Linked DNA regions of Macaca mulatta: region 1 is linked to region 2. A link is a contact called in public Hi-C data. All regions are on one chromosome and are shown on one strand. Each heading gives the region's core, a stretch centred on a gene start, on an enhancer-like site or on the middle of the called end of the contact. The rest is flanking DNA. Distances are from core to core; before and after follow the strand shown.

The links. Hi-C and Micro-C count contacts between places; a contact is called where the count stands out from the background.
Region 1: a contact with region 2 is called in a Hi-C map of fetal cortex germinal zone, with 1.9 times the contacts expected there. The contact joins the promoter of CAPRIN1 here to the promoter of NAT10 in region 2. A contact is called at or near these places in 6 of 14 Hi-C or Micro-C datasets (CD4 T cells, blood, cortical neurons and 3 more).

Annotation. Positions count from the first base shown.
Region 1 is chr14:31,228,077-31,233,221 of T2T-MMU8v2.0, forward strand. It overlaps CAPRIN1 (cell cycle associated protein 1), which reads right to left and starts at 1,440. Exons shown (of 19, transcript XM_015114551.3): 1 at 1,253-1,440; 2 at 492-707. The coding sequence starts at 707. LOC114672284 (a long non-coding RNA gene) reads left to right here and starts at 1,724. Exons shown (of 2, transcript XR_003722581.2): 1 at 1,724-1,964; 2 at 2,085-3,492.
Region 2 is chr14:31,170,993-31,176,950 of T2T-MMU8v2.0, forward strand. It overlaps NAT10 (N-acetyltransferase 10), which reads right to left and starts at 4,390. Exons shown (of 29, transcript XM_015114550.3): 1 at 3,273-4,390; 2 at 1,352-1,474; 3 at 855-946. The coding sequence starts at 1,459.

The sequences.
Region 1 (5,145 bases), core at 190-2,689, 54 kb after region 2:
TCAAATGCATGGTAACCGAGCGGACAGACCGCAAGGCTACAGGACACAGGCCGCCCCAACTCCACGAGGCGCTTGGTTGAGCCCGGAGCCCCCCGCGCAGGGACCTCTTCATTTTGGGCCCTCGTCAGAGAAATCGGGTCTCGGAGACGGAGAGAAGGGCATCATACAGTGATGTCCTGACGACAGGCCCCCACCCTCACATGTCCCACTCCCAAAGGCCAAAAGCCAGACCCACAGCGGAAGAGTAATGAAGAGGCCTGGGGGACAGTGCCGCGTCCGAGTCAGGTGACAAGTGCCTCCTCCAGGAGCCCGTTTTCTGGGCACGAAGCTCCCGCTGAACGTGGAGACGGGACGTGGGGACCAGGGGGTGGGAGGAGGGGACCTAGTAACGCTCCCGAGACGGAAAGAAGCGCAGACTCCAGCGACCAGGGTCGGAGCGGGCGCAGAGCCCGGCCGCAGCCACCCCTCCCTTCCCCGCCAACTCCTGGCACCTTTTTCTTCTCCAGGTTCCGAAGTTTCTTGTCGATCACCCCGAGAATCTGCTTCATGGCCTCGGTCTGGACAGCGCCGGTGCCGGTTGCGGGGTGCTGAGAAGCCGGCGCGGCGGCCCCGGCTCCTGCGGCAGCCTCACTCCCGGAGGAACCCGACGGCGGAGGCGGTCCGGACGACTTGCTGCCGCTCCCGCTGTGGCTGGTGGCCGAGGGCATCTTCAGACCGCGAGGGGAGAGAAGAAAAAGCGGGAGGAAGGACAAGAGCGGCGAGTCAGGAGACGGACGGGGCGAGACGCGGGACAAAACGCGCAGCGGGCGGGAGCCTACGCGAACGGGTGGGGGAGGGGGCGCGGCGCGCCTCGAGGGCAGGAAGAGTGCGCGGGCGCGCGCGCGACCCGCCAGCGGGGCGCCCGGCCGGGCCTCGCACCGCCCCCCGACCCGCCCCTCCCCCGCGGAGCCGCCGGCTCGGCCTACCAGCCCCGCGGCTCCGAGGCTCGCGCCGGGGGCGGGGCATCGCCGCGCCGGCCGCCAACGGCCAGTGCAACGGTCCCCAGCTGGGAGGGCCGGCTTTCGCCGGCTTCCAGGGAAGGGAGGAAAGAGGCCGCGTCTTGGGGGCAGAGAAGGGCATGGGAAATGGCCGGGGTGGGGTGGGGGGACTTGGGGGCAAGCCCCTCGGAAGCTCCAGCAGGTCCGGAGATAAAGGACACTCGGGCGCAGCGGCCCTCTTCCCCTGCAGCGGCTCGGTCCCGGGTGGCGCTCACCGTGCGCGCGCGGAGGCCGCTGGAGATCACGAGTGGGCAGCTGAGGGGGCAAGGGTGGCAGTGCCTTCCGGGCAGTGTCGCGCGCTCCGTGGGCGCAAGCCGCTTCGCCCTGTCCCGCTTCACCGAGAGCCGCTCCTAGTGAGGCGAGAGCCGGGAGCGGGAGGAACTTAGCCAGCCAGCAGCCCTCTGGGGCGCGGGGGGCGGGAGAAGCGGAGAGCGGGGGCCTTCGCGGCCGCTCGGGCTGCCCGGCGCGAACGCCTGCCTGGAAGAGGCAGCCTGCTAGCCTCTCTGCTGTCCCCTGGCCCCTGCGCTGTGGGGCGCCTCCTGGACGCAGGTGGGGATGGCCCCGCCAAGGCCGAGGGAAAGGCGCCTTGAGTTTTGAGAGCAATCAACGCTAGGGTCCTTCAGGCGAAATCGTTTGACGCCCAAGCGGGGACAATAGGTGTCAAGCAGCTGGGTCTGGAGCTGGCAACTGCCCCTTGAAGAGCCCTTATTTGGTGGGGGTGGGGGTTGGGGGGCAAAGGTTTCTGCAAGTAAGGGGTGCGTGGGGTGGGTGGTGCAATCCCGGCTTCTAGAATTCCTTCTGTATGCAGAGCGAGCAAACTCCATACCCCATAACGTCTTTTGAAAACAAGACAACTCGCCGCTTCCCCACCAAACAATCACCCAGTAACCTAGGAGTTCTCTGTAGAACGTGTCGGACACGGTCATGGTTGGTGGCTTTTTAAATCCTAAAGCTCTGGCCTCAGAGTCTTCAGCTACCCTATGATGTTATCTATCCAGTAGGCCTGAGTATTACGAATTATTAGACTTTTGTTTCCTTTTGTTTCAGGTTTACCTAACACTGTAAAGGGAATGTTCAATGAAATACAAAGAAAACGATTACTTTTTTTTTCCAAGAGAATTATTCCAGCCTTGGAGTGGAATGGGTGTGGACAGTGAGCAGAGAAACAAGAAACCAAGTTCTGGAAGGAAATAAAATGAATATAATCAGTGGAAAATTCAGCAACGCAATATTGTGCGACAACAGTAAATGACCAATTTATAATTTAAATTCTATGAAAAAGAGATTTAGAAGAGAGTTCTACCAAGCCCACTGTTGCCTAGGGAATGAAATGAGTAACGCTGGCTGGCAACAGTGCATCCGGAGGGAGCCTGGAGAAACAACAGCAGCCTCCGACCTCAAGATAGCCTGGTTAGCTGCAAAGTCTGTTATATATTCATTGGAGTATTTATTGTGCACCTTACTGTGTGCTGGGAACTCTTAAGTGCTAGGGATTATGAGCAAAACATATTTACATGGAGCTTACATTCTAAGTAAGGGGAAGACAAGTAAGTATATGGCAGATAGTGAAATGGTAGAGAAAAGAAAAAACGGTGGTCAGGGAAAGCCTTACTGACATTTGAGCTAGTACTGAAGGAAGCGAGGAAGAAGGCTAAGTAGCTACCTTGGAGGAAAAATCTTTCAGGTAGAGGAAACACCAAGTACTAAGATCTAAGAAGGCGTGTGCTTGCTGGGTTCAAGGAACAGCATGGAAGCCATAGTGGCAAGAGCAGAGAGTAGGAGATGAGATCAAACATATAAAAGGGGGCTGGTTGGCCCGGCACGGTGGCTCATTCCTGTAATCCCAGCACTTTGGAAGGCCGAGGTGGGCGGATCACGAGGTCAAGAGATCGAGACCATCCTGGCGAACACGGTGAAACCCCATCTCTACTGAAAATACAAAAAAATTAGCCAGATGTGGTGGCGGGCGCCTGTAGTCCCAGTTTCTAGGGAGGCTGAGGCAGGAGAATGGCGTGAACCCGGGAGGCCGCGGAGCTTGCAGTAAGTGGAGATCGCGCCACTGCACTCCAGCCTGGGCGACAGAGCGAGACTCCGTCTCAAAAAAAAAAAAGGGGGGGGGGCGGGGGGAACTGGTCTTGTAGGGCCTGAAAGACCGTGGTAAGGACTTTGGCTTTTGCTGCATTCGATGGGGAGTACTAGTTTCAAAATTTAGTCACCTAAACCATGCTTAGCACCACGCTGAGCAATTATGCCAGGCCTAGAGGCTGGAAAGGGAGATGATAATCCTTTAGCTCCTTGCAGCTCAAAGTTTATTCAGCCCAACCTCTCTCACTACCACTGTCACTACTATCTTGGACTCCATAGCAGGCTTAACTGAATCTGTATTTTTAACAAGATCTTCAGGAGATTTGTGTGTACATTAAAGTTTCAAAAATCACTGCTTTTTTCCTCAGAACCTGACCAATGTCTAAAGTTTTATTGGGACACATCCACATCCATCTACATCCATTCTATGACTGCCTTTCTGCCATAGCAAGGCAGAGTTGAGTAGTTGGTGTGCAACAGACAGTAAGGTGTGCAAAACCTAGAATACTATCTCTTCCTTTACAAAAAAAGTGTTTGCCAATCCCTGGTTTAAAACTACAAATGGGACCAGGTAAAGGGGCTCACGCCTGTAATTCCAGCACTTTGGGAAGCCAAGGCTAGCAGATCACTTGAGGTCAGGAGTTCGAAACCAACCTGGCCAACATGGCAAATCCTGTCTCTACTAAAAACACAAAAAAATTTGCTGGGTGTGGTGGCGCATGCCTATAATTACAGCTACTCAGGAGGTTGAGGCACGAGAACCCGGGAGGCAGAGGCTGCAGTGAGCCAAGATCGTGCCACTGCATTCCAGCTTGTACAATGGAGTGAGGCTGTCTCAAAAAAAAAAAAAAAAAAGCAAAAAACAACTACAAATGGTACACATCTGTCACAGTTCAACAGAATGCCCTGTTCATAGTAGTCACTCAGCAGATTCATGCTGATGCCATATCTCAAATGTTGCTGATCACTGTACCACAAGAGAACTCAGGAATATCTCAGTCAATTAAATGCTTTAGACAGGTAGATATGCATCACATCTGCTTAAATTCATTGGCCAGAAAGAGTCACATGACCCTATCTAACCATAAGGGAGTCAAGAGATAGTATTCTATCAGATACCGGGTAGCAAGCAGGTGAACCAGAAATATTTGGTGAATATATGTAGCTGTCACGCTTTCACTTCCTATGTCATCCCAATCCCATTTCACTGGTGTTCTGACATTCTGTGGTTGTCTGTTCAGGTCAGCAAGTCCAGAAAGACCAATAAATTTAAGGCAAAGCTGTGTCCCAAAGCTGACTTCCTGCCCAGCTCAATGCCAAGGTCTCAGTCATTCAAATTTGTCTATTTCCTGCTTGACCAAAAGAGGACTGAAGCTATGTTTATGTGAATTTTAAATACTCATTTTTTAAACCCTTTTTTCTAATACAGAGCTATGCAGTAGCTTGAGGTCATTGTATCATAGAAGAAATAAAGAGTTCCCAGAAAACACAGTGGAAGAGCAGAATATGTTTATAAATGGTTTATAAATTTAAAAACCCTGGTATACTTTAATATATGCCAATATTAAATACATTAACATAAAGTAAATACAACAATATGCATAATACATTTCAATAACGCAAATCTTTCAAGCTGACATTTGCTTGTTCCTTTCATTAGACCCCAGCACTTTGAAGTCTCCACAGTTGAAGTGAATAATTAAACTATCCTGATCATTTTAGCAAAATAATTCAACTGCTTCAACTTGAATCATCCAATAAGCTAATGCTAAGCTTATTTGTAGCAAAAGAGGGGACTCTTCATCTGAATTACATGAACTGCCTCTTTGCTTCAGGTTGACAGAAACCTGACCAGAGTGTGAACTACACTGTTCACATAGCTAAGGCTCTTAAAGTCTTTTAAATTTGTTTTTCAATCATTTTACAAGTCAATAATAGACATTTCTATCATAATTTTTCCAGTACAGTCTTTTTTATTATAAGTCAATCAATGATTGTTTGTCTATGTGTCCATAAACCACCA
Region 2 (5,958 bases), core at 3,140-5,639:
AAATCCCTTTGTGCCAAACTGTATTTGTGTTGAAAGTTTGTTATCTGTGACTAAAAGTCTTGACTACCACAGCTTCAAATAGCCTACTGTCAATACAGCAGTGAACTGGCAGAAGAAGAGGCAGAGCTCTGAAAAGGAGGAGAGAGAGAGAGAAAAGTTGATGCATTGGGCATCAATCTGCTGGGGATGTCTAATGGCACAATTTGATCACAATTATAGAAGCAGAAACCAGACTGCAAAAGTGGCCACTAAATGCAAAAGATTTCTGTTTTAAGGTATATGGCAATAAAAATGGGAGGAAATGCTAATCTGAGAGAGAAATCTGGGTATGTAAGTAATCAGCTTTTGATAATAGAAAAATCTGAGCATGTTTACAGGAAGGAGAAAGTTTCCAAAGGGTATGGGGTGACCAGTAGAGGAAAGACAATAAGGTCCTGAAAGAGGTGAGGGAGGAGACACAGGGTACATAAAGGGGTTTTCCTTGGACATGGGATGAGATATATCCCCCTCCATGAAAGAAGGGGAGAAAAAAAGATATAGTGAAAAGGTAGAATAAATTTGAGGTAAGAAAGACAGTTTGAAGGAACTTGCAATGAGATGGGCTTAACCGGCCTAGAAAAGCAGGAAGGAAAACCATACGCAGAAGGCAAGGCATTGGATTCGTGACTTAAAAAGCATGAAAATGATTTGAAACTTATTTTCAGGAATGAAGAAAGGATATCAGCTCCATTTGTCCTCAGAGATAGCACCTCCACTAAAGACCCACAAAAAATATGTCAAGGAATCATTTCCTGGCATTTAACTAATGAGCAGGAATCGTAAGTTGGATAAAACACATGAAGAGCCCAGCTTACCTGCTAAACCCCAGCTCTTTCTTATAACACCACAGCACTGAAGGCCGAGCCTTCACAGTTGCTTTGGATAACATGTGATGAAGTATTACCACCTGCCAAACAAAAAAGTCACAGAATTTCAGGCACAAAAGAGACTTTAGAGACTGCCAGGCTTAAGACCTCATTTGACAGATATGGAAACTAAATTGAGGGCCAGGGAAGGGAAGTGCCCAAGGTCCCAAGGCGACCAATGACCAGGTTTGGACTAGAAGCCACGTCACATACAGTTAACCTTGTGGTCAACCCACCACCCCAGGCTTCAAAAGGTATTAGCTTGTCTGCTAATCAATCTAAATACAGAGAATTCACCCCTTCCAGGAAATAAAGGTTCCCACTAGGCATCTTACCAGCCAAAGAGATCTTAATGCCATTATATCCTGAAACACCAGAGTGCTTAAACATGCTGAGTCTTTTGGACAAGAGAAAAAGTAATTCAGGAAACATTTACCGGGTCATACCTGATCTTTTCCTCGATCCCCGACTACAACAAAGAGAGATCTTTGCCGCTCAGCTACCCCATTCTCAATGAGAATCCGGATTCGGTTATCCACCTTTTTCCGATGCATGGTGAAAAATTATTACTAAAAGAGAAAGAAATGCAACTGGCCATGTGCACTAGACTGTCTAAGGAACATTAGCTGGCTGCCTCTTGTGGGGCCAGGGACTGTGCTAGGCATATCTATAAATATTGTCTTACTTAACCCTCTAAGAGCTCCATAGGGAAGACATCAGTCTCTAGTTTTAAACTCAGGAAACCTTGGGCTTGGGAGGTGAGAAAACCTCCCCTCAGCCTGGGAAGCCTGTAATTCACCTCTATTAAAGACTTTTTAAAAATCAGAAACTTGTATATTCAAAAAAGTAGGAGAATGACTAAAATACATAGGGTATATCCAAATATCCAAAGCATTTTGTTTGTTTTTGAGACGGAGTCTCACTCTGTTGCCAGGCTGGAGTGCAGTGGCATGATCTTGGCTTCCTGCAACCTCTGCCTCCTGGGTTCAACCAATCCTCCTGCCTCAGCCTCCCGAGTAGCTGGGACTACAGGCGCACGCTGGCCAGGATGGTCTTGATCTCTTGACCTCCCAATCCGCCCGCCTCAGCCTCCCAAAGTGCTGGGATTACAGGCGTGAGCCACCACACACAGCCAAGCATTTTTAATAACTAAGGATATGGATATAGATGTTTATGACAGAATCATGACAGAATAAAGTATCATAACATTTCTAATGCATACACATAACAGAGGGGAAAAAAAAAGACTGGAAGGAAGTATCAAAGTATAAAGTAGCTACTTCTAGATGGTGGGACTTTTGTTGTTTTGTTTTTGTGGAGTCTTAAAAAATTCACGTGTTACTAATAAAGTCAGGGAAATCAATAACTATCAATGAATAATTCCATGATGTAATGTGTCCAAATGTTTCCTCATTTTAAAACTATACTGAAGCCTTTGTACAGACCTCAAAAGTTCTCGCCGGGTGTGGTGGTTCACGCCTGTAAGCCCAGCACTTTGGAAGGCCGAGGCGGGTGGATCACCTGAAGTCAGGAATTCGAGACCAACCTGGCCAACATGGCGAAACCCCATCTCTACCAAAAACACAAAACTTAGCAGGGAGTGGTGGTGGAGCTGTAGGAGAGGCTGAGGCAAGAGAATCACTTGAAACCGGGAGGCGGAAGTTGCAGTGAGCCGAGATCGTGTGCCATTGCACTCCAACCTAGGCGACAGAGCGAGACTCCGTCTCAAAAAAAAAAAAAAAAAAAAAAAATAGTTCCTTGATTACCTACAGTAAAATATTGCATCATCACAATAAAAACGTCAGAAATATCACTCTAAAAGTAACATGCTACTTCGATGTAAAAGTGACATGCTACTTAGAAATTCCGGTACCTACTGCATTACAAACATCAAGTTCATTTACTGAAGCTTACCACACTTTTTTTTTTTTTTTTTTTTTCTTTTGAGACGGAGTCTCGCTCTGTCGCCCAGGCTGGAGTGCAGTGGCCGCATCTCAGCTCACTGCAAGCTCCGCCTCCCGGGTCTACGCCATTCTCCTGCCTCAGCCTCCCGAGTAGCTGGGACTACAGGCGCCCGCCACCTCACCCGGCTAGTTTTTTGTATTTTTTAGTAGAGACGGGGTTTCACTGTATTAGCCAGGCTGGTCTCGATCTCCTGACCTTGTGATCCGCCCGTCTCGGCCTCCCAAAGTGCTGGGATTACAGGCTTGAGCCACCGCGCCCGGCCTAGCTTACCACACTTTAACTGTCCCTTCTAACCTTCCAATCCAAACACAGATTTTAGCATATGTCTTATTATAAAACACTAAATCACTGTCAAGGACCCCAATTTATAAGTAAAGGAGAAAGTATAAAGAATTCAAATACCCCAAGGCAGAAAAACGAGAGACAGAATTCACACTCAAGTCTTCCCGACTCCAAAACCTGAGCTCTTCCCAGTTCACCAATCTTCTCAACTTGTAAACCCTGTGTTGCCGGCCACATAAAGATCCCGCAAAAATCAATCAACAACTAATTAATGGGGGCTGCCTTTTGCTCTAACTACTGTGGGAGCCCCAGAAGTAGTACCACAAGGCCCTTGACTTCAAGCTTGCATTCTTCGTGAAGAAGGTATTTAAAAGAATGAGATGAGGAACAAGAACCAGGTAAAATTAGATGTAAAAAAAACAGCTATAGTGCGGGGTCAGATGAAGGAAGCGCTGAGATTACTATAGGCTGAAGCTGTCATGGAAGGCCTGGATGGGGAAGGCCTTGAAGGAGATGATTATTTTTCACTCACTCATTCATTTATCTATCTACACATAACATCTAGGTGGCAGGCACCACTTTAGGTGCACTGGCAAACAAAACCAAATCCTGAATGTGATTGCTGAATAAAAAGTATAAAGGAATGTGCACAGTGAAGGATTTAAGAACGTGGAAGGATCTGGAATCAGATTACCTAAGTTTAAAGCTTAGAGCTGCCGCCGGGCACTGCGGGCAAGCTCCACGGAAAGCAAGTGTTGTCACCCACCCATTCAACCCGACTCCCCAGTTACAGGCACTTAGCGGGTGAGTATCAAGCCACGCAATCCCCGAGGATGCTCGAGAAGCACGCGCCCAGAGCGGCTGCGTATTGGAGAGGTGATTCTGTTATCTAGGAGCGCCCCAAAAGAGGGGTGGAGGACAGTCGGCGTAGGCCAGGTATCCGTCCGGATGCAGAGCCTTCATCCTGAGGCCGGTCCCCTCTCGGGACAGGAAGAACACAGACACCGATCTTGGCATCCATACGCGGCCATCCCGCGTTGGGTACCTGCGTCCCGAGCCCGGCGGATCCCAGCCAGTGGAGAAGCAGAAGCACGTGGGAGCACGGAACAACTCCGAAAGAGAAGGCACAACTAACTGCCCCTAGCGGATGCCTGGTGACCGGGTCTCGGACTTGGCCTGGCTCCGCGGCACGCGCCGCTCTCAGGCACTGGTACACTGCACGTGCGCAAGCGCATTACAGTCGCAGCGATGGCGAGCGAGAAGGGACCTTCCTCAAGGCTGTCGCTGAGTAATGACGTAAGCCACCGGAGGCGGAGCTGGGGTCTAGATGTCCACTGCGGTTGCGCATTTTAGTCTCACAGCTCGCGGTAGCTGGGGTATTGGGTGCGGTTTGCCTCTTCACGCTCATCATATCCGAACTAAGGTACCTTGGCTGAGAAGGGCAAAATAGATGTCCGCACCCCCAGGGCCTGCCCACTAGGTCCAGGGTTTTCAGCGTCAGCCTGGGTACGCGAGACGCGACGGATCCAGCTATCTGTGCTCAATTTAACCGATCCCCGTAAGTTGAGGAAACTCGGCCGACAGACCTATTTTATTGGTCTCGCTTGTCCCTCCACCCCCACAGTACTGATCTTACAGATGGGAATCCTGTAATCTACCCATGACTGCGGCCTCTGTACTTTGCAGGCTCCCATTAGGCCTGCAAAGTCAAATGAAATTACTCCCCCTGGGCTTCCAGTAAACTCCAAGAACATGACTACAAGGACAACCTATACATAGCGTGTTGCATTCTTGACTTTGGGGCAGATCGCTGAACTTCAAAAAGCATTATCAACTGCTTGATGTTTCCTCCTGGATACCGCAGATGTCTGAATGCAAACCCCTTCCCCAGATAAGACACTTCCAATTTTAATGTCATCAGCAGCACCACCCATTTAATCCAACATTCATCATGAAATTTTTTAGTTCATTCAGCAAAATGTCAATATGCCCATGCACTATTCTGCTCACAAGGGATAGTGACCAAAATGTTACTGCCCCTCGTGGTTAATTCTAGGTTGTTTTAAATGCTATTAAGCAAAAGTATCCAGTGAGTGAAGTAACTAAGGGCACTATTTTAGAAGCGAACACGGAAGGCCTCTGACGGGGGACGGGGTGACACTGGATGAAACAAGGACCTAAAATTTATAAAGAATAAGCCCTGACAGTATCTGAGTGAAATGCTCCCCCATGCCAAAGATGTACATACAAAAGCTCCAAGATGGGGAAGAAGTCCTGGCAAAGCAGTCTGTGGCCAAAGCAGTGGGCAAGTGAAGGACCAGATTTAGAATTTAATTCTAGTCATCATGAGAAACCACTGGAGTTTGTGGGGGACAGGGAAATGAGAAAATGTGCTTTGCCCTCTTAAAAGGCTCTTAGCCAAAAAACTAAACCACAGGAAGGCAACGGTAGAAAACGGGAGAACAATTATAAGCTATTGTAGTCACCTGTGCTAGGATGGTAGTCGTGGCAGTGGTTAAAAGTATTAGATAACTGGATATTCAAGTTAAACTACGTGAACTCACTTAAGGATTAGATACAGGGTATAAAAGTAAATTGAAGATGGCACCCAAAACATTTGCTCTGAGCAACTGGTGTTGGGTAATCAAGGAGTTGACTTGGAATACTGAGAGTCTGACATCCAAGGCCTGGAGAAATCAGCAAAGGATACCGAGTCGTGACCAGTGAGATAGGGTATCTACAGAATCCATTCACCACCACCACCCCATCTCCACCTTAAGTTGGAATCCATTATTTCTCACATGGA